2 separate regions of the Gossypium hirsutum genome follow, and region 1 is linked to region 2. A link is a contact called in public Hi-C data. All regions are on one chromosome and are shown on one strand. Each heading gives the region's core, a stretch centred on a gene start, on an enhancer-like site or on the middle of the called end of the contact. The rest is flanking DNA. Distances are from core to core; before and after follow the strand shown. Region 1 holds the start of LOC107927789 (phytochrome A-associated F-box protein). Region 2 holds the start of LOC107952076 (metal tolerance protein C1).

Region 1 (2,856 bases), core at 295-2,794, 630 kb after region 2:
CTATGTTTGATGCCCTAGATGTTGCTTCCATTGGACTTGATTGGATGCTGTTGACCTGGAGCTCCTGAAAGCCTGCAGCAATTTATTCAGAAAATAAATTGATTTTATTTTCGATGCCAGCTTTATCTTGTTTAACCCCATCTGTTACTGTTGCTAAACTCAGTGCTTGCTGCCGGACTGGGTTACGTGAAACCGCATTAATGGTCTCTCTTTTGTTAGAAATTAAATGCCCTTGTAGGTTTATTATATCCCCTTTCTGGCCTGGATTTTTGTTGGTCTAAGAGGAGTCTGTAGCTTGGGTTCTTAATTTTGACCCGTCAGTGTGGTGCGAGATTTGGTCCTTGTGCATAGGGCCATCTTTTCTTCCTGGACCCAACACGATAGGGCCTGGTTGGATATGTAAAGTACCACTTTCTATTTCCTCTTCATGGGCTTTGGAAGACCCATCGTCATCTAGGGTTTCCAACACCTGGAATCTTGAGTTCCTTTCTGCCCCGGCTGTGCTTCCTCCGTCAACCTTCCGTCCTACTTTGCCAGTTTTTCTTGCCTTTTTTTCAACAAGCATCCACGGCCGTAGCCACCGCGACTGGAGTTCTCGTCTTTATTTTCCCTCATGGTGAGACTCTGTTTCGGTTTATCTCCTGGACTGCCTTCTCCAAATCCTTCTAATCCCTTCTCTCATTTGGGCCATATTTCTTTTGTGTGTCCATAGTGCCCACACTGGAAACACACCATTAGGAGTTGTTCATACTCGATTCGTTGAGTAAAACCATTGATCATAACATGAGAAATCAAGGGTTTGTCTAGATTAACGAAAACCGCCATCCTCGCAAATCTTCCTCTTACACCGTTATCGGTGTTGAAATCAAGCTTTACGACTTTTCCGATCGTCGCCCCGATTTCTCGTAGAACTTGCCATTTATACATATGGCCAGGTAATCTAGGAAGTCAGATCCAAACTATGACTGTGCTTGGGTACGGTTGAATGGGGTTGAAGTCTATAGTCCATGGTTATACTGTTAAGTACTGACCAAAAATAACCCGAGGCCCTTGGCACAACGCCTTCTCAAAATCTTCTGAGTTTTTGAATTTTGCTAGAAAATACCCGTTTTCCACGTCCATTAGCCGGAATGGTTGAGAGGGTTTCCAAAGCGAATTTACCTTTGTTTTGCAGTGCATTATAACCTATATTTCTCCCCAATAGTTTAATTACTACTGTGAATTCCATGTGTTTAATGAGGATTTGGTTGATTCGATCAGAAAATTTAATCGAAGCAATGCCATCGATTGTTGAACGTTCCACGTCTTCTTCCAATAACTCAAAGTCCTCATCTTCGTCCAAACCTATTGCGATTGTTGTTTTCTCATTCGAGTAAAGCCCTCTGCCCATCAGTCGGTCTTTCCAAGAAAGAGATTTTCCAATTTCTTGTGTAGCTTCCATTGCGACATCCTGATTTTCCTCGATTTCTCGTATTCTAACTTTCTTTGTTGATCTACTCGCTGGTTTGCCTTCATCATTGCCATCGTGTTCCGTAAGGTCCATCGTTTTCTGTTATACAACTTTAAAAATAAAGAATATTTAAATCTAGTAGTCTGTTAACTAATTTCTAATTGATGATCAACTTATTAAAATTTAAGATTAATATACAAAAGTTAATTCTCCAAATCAGTTTTAAGATTATAACCGCCTATAAATCGGGATTAGGTTTACTTAAAAACCCTAAAATAAGGTATTATAATTTTAACGACCATTAAATTTAATTTCTTTACAAATAACACTTGAAGCCAATAATAAAATTAAAAAAAAAATAGATCCAAACTCAATCAAATAAAATTAAAAAAAAATTATTTATAAAAAATTTCAAAGATTATAACTTTCAAAATTTAATAAATAAAATTCTTTTATTTGATCCAAAATAAAAATTTTACATCTCTTTGTTTATCGCATGATATAATATAATTTAGGCATAATTATTATTATTTTTGGCCCTCTTAACTTTATATAAAAAGATCATTTTAGAATTTCATTTAATTTTTTTATCTTTTTAACTTTTAAATTTACATTTTTTGTCAAATCATCCAAAATGAATGAAAAATTTAGCTTCTGTTAACTTTGTTGACATAGCGACATACACGTGGATGACATGTCAATATTTAATTAATTTTTATAATTTTTTTTAATAATTAATGTAATTAAATTATATAAACTAATCAAACTGCTCAAACTAATTACTTGACCGATTCAACCACCGATTCAATTCTGAAAATTTTGTTTAAAACTGAGGAAAGTAACTTAAAATAAGCTCTCTTTTTTTCCTTAATCTTCCACTCACCTTATAAATAAGCAATCAATATAAAAAATGAATAATCATCATGAACTCATAGAAATATGATCTGTTTTTCTTTTTTTACCACGCTTGCTTCTAAGGAGGACATCCATGTCACACAAGGATATGTGCTCATAGTAAAAACAGGATAGGTTACCGTTCAATCAATTCAATTAAATAAATTATTATTAAAAATTCATAAAAGAAATTTTTTTTAAAAGAACTAATTCTGAAGCTGATTCAATCGATTCATACCGGTTTACAAATTAATCAGTTTAATCTCTCTCTCCAAATTAGTATCCCAATCAATTTCTGATCCAATCAGTTCTGATCCAATCAGTTTAATTCGATTTAAACAATAATGCTCCAGCTGAACTAAAATAAAATTCTCAGAATTTGAAAATTAAAGTCGCAAATATTGCTGTCACATCCAGGTCTAGTGATGAAAGATTAACCATTGCCTCTGTTGCACGGGCTCAAAACAACAGTCTCCATTCCAAGGAACAGGAAATATAGGAAAGATCCAACA
Region 2 (2,700 bases), core at 13-2,512:
TGGAGGATCTATGCATCCCCAGTTGCGAACAGACCCTCCACGGGAGGGAAAAGAGTATGCGGGTAATGAAGGTTTTGAGTCATGGAGTCCTGATAATAGTCCAAACAGGTCATCAGAGTATGTTGCAGGAAGGAACTACATGGAACCCAGAATGAATTCTGGGTGGAACTATAGAGCTGATAGGCCATCATGGCAAGGAAATTCATCTGGGTATAGAGACCCGAACAGACAGGGAAATAGATGGCGTGACAGAAGATGACGACAAGGCAGGCTTACTGCCAATATCGGCCTTCGGGTTCAGAATCCCAGGCTTTTCGTCCACAGTGGGTGTGTTCTATAATGATAAAAAATATTTGGTGGGTGTATGTGGAAAATGGAAACCCAATGGGACAAGCGGGACGTCATTGTATGCTGGACACTACAAATGCAATTGCAGCTTTCTGGATGTTCAATTTGATAAGCAACACGAAAAGAAACAAAAAAGAAAAGAAAAGAAATTGCCAGTTTATTTCAGGGACTAACAGTTTAATTTAACCGTGGCTTAGACTGGGCCATTTTTGTCTCAAGACGTTAAAATTCGGTTGGACTTGGTCATAATTTACCCTAAAGGACCTTAGCCTAGGAATCTGTTGTAATCAATCTCGCAACTCGTAACCAAATCTCAATCGGCCATGGAAGGTAAAAGATCGGACGAGTGGGGGACATGTTGATACATTTTCTTTTGGTTTGAGAGTTCTGGTATTTGGTAATTAAAATCATAATCGATAGGTAAGGCTTTGTAGAACTATTTTATCCAACTTTTAGACATTTGACTCAGGAAAAAAACATTAGGAAAATAACCTCTTTGGACTCTTTCAATTTTATTATTGAGTAAATTGGTCTGAATGTTTTAATCCTCTGTGAGAAATTAAGAATAATTAATCACAATATTAAACTCAGGAAAAAAACATTAGGAAAATAACCTCTTTGGACTCTTTCAATTTTATTATTGAGTAAATTGGTCTGAATGTTTTAATCCTCTTTGAGCACTAAATATGTTACCATATCATATAAAATATGTGTAATTCACGAAAAATTTAACGTTGTGATTTAAAATTGATAAAGATTAAATTGTTCTGGTTTTTTCTTAGTGGGACCGATTTGCTCAATATTAAAATTAAGAGGAACCAGAGAGAACTTTTTACCAAAAAAATATTCTTGTTGTGGGCCGTGTGGCCATTTATAGCCTACAAATTGATGCGTGGACTAAACGCTGGCGAACTATAGTAATCAAAGATCTGATATGAAGGGTTTATGGTATAAAAAACTCACCAATCAAGCACCGGATTCCTTCTCTTCTCTATAAAAACAAATGAGTTTCTGAAAATTCAATTTTCTTTCTCAATAATTTTGGAGCAAAAACCGCTGAAACAAGGATGGGATTCAGGTTCCAAAATCTAAATCCCATGTTCAGATCATACCTCTCTAGGCTTTCTTCTTCACCCAGAAATCTACACCCCTACCCCATTGTAATTCAGTCCCTCAATCCCCATTTTCAAATTTACCCTCCTCAGGTCTTCTCTGATAATCCCATTTACAACATCCCCAGACGGTGGCATTTGGGTCATTCTAATGGTCACCATGACCACGACCACAATTTGACCAAGGAAGGCGAGAAAATATTTCGCTTGGGTCTGGGAGCGGATATCGGATTAGCTACTAGTAAAGCTTTAACTGGCTACTTATCTGGAAGTACCGCCATCATTGCCGACGCTGCCCATTCGATGTCGGACGTGGTAAAAACATTAAGTCTTGTAGGTGGTTTATTTAATTAATTGAATCTTGGAAGTCGAGCAATTTAATTTTTGCTTGGTGGTGTTGTTTGTAGGTTCTTAGTGGAATTGCTTTATGGTCATTCAAAGCCGCAAATGCTCCCAAGGACAAAGAACACCCATATGGTTACTTATGATTGTACCTACAAGCTACTCCATTTTTCTTACTTTTGGTCATAGTTATGAAATATGAATGTTATGCTTATAAGATTTTTTTTTTTTAAAATTATTAGGTTTCTTAATTGTCCTTGTTTTATTCTCAGGACATGGTAAGTTTGAAACTCTTGGAGCTCTGGGAATTTCTTGTATGCTTTTGGCTACTGCTAGTGGAATTGCTTGGCATGCTTTAGAGCTCCTAATTGTATGATTGGTTTTGTCTTTCTTCCAATAACTTATGATTGAAAGAGGATAAGAATAAAATAGAACTCAATGTTAAAGGGGAAAAAAAATAAAAAATTGAAATATATATTGATTGATAAAAATGGGGTTGCATTTGGATTGAAACTAGATTGGACCTCACAGTAAGTTAACCTTCTCTCTATACAGGGGTTACTGTCCACTGCTTCTGAAGCTGTTAATGGTCATTCATTGGTTCACGGGCATAGCCATCATCATGGAATTGATATGGATCACCCTATTCTAGCATTGAATATGACCATTATAGCAATATGTATTAAAGAAGGGTATTGAGCTTCCCTTTTGGCTTTATTCTACTTTCGTTTCTTATAACTTCTTTTTTTGCATGTGTGATTTCTGGTATTGATTTCTTTATGTTGAAATGCAGGCTTTATTGGATAACAAAAAGAGCTGGGGAAAGGCAAGGTAGTGCACTGATGATGGCAAATGCATGGCATCACCGTGCAGATGCGATTTCATCGGTAGTTGCACT

Evidence for each region. Hi-C and Micro-C count contacts between places; a contact is called where the count stands out from the background.
Region 1: a contact with region 2 is called in a Hi-C map of leaf, with 2.4 times the contacts expected there. The contact joins the promoter of LOC107927789 here to the promoter of LOC107952076 in region 2. A contact is called at or near these places in 3 of 34 Hi-C or Micro-C datasets (all in leaf).

What each region holds. Positions count from the first base shown.
Region 1 is chrA08:16,760,002-16,762,857 of Gossypium_hirsutum_v2.1, forward strand. LOC107927789 (phytochrome A-associated F-box protein) reads right to left here and starts at 1,545. Exons shown (of 2, transcript XM_041074767.1): 1 at 1-1,545. It overlaps LOC107927694 (NADH dehydrogenase [ubiquinone] iron-sulfur protein 5-B), which reads right to left. Exons shown (of 2, transcript XM_016858832.2): 2 at 2,704-2,856.
Region 2 is chrA08:16,134,503-16,137,202 of Gossypium_hirsutum_v2.1, forward strand. LOC107952076 (metal tolerance protein C1) reads left to right here and starts at 1,263. Exons shown (of 12, transcript XM_016887325.2): 1 at 1,263-1,775; 2 at 1,868-1,937; 3 at 2,075-2,172; 4 at 2,358-2,494; 5 at 2,596-2,700. The coding sequence starts at 1,416. LOC107952065 (homeobox protein LUMINIDEPENDENS) reads left to right here. Exons shown (of 13, transcript XM_016887316.2): 13 at 1-508. The coding sequence ends at 259.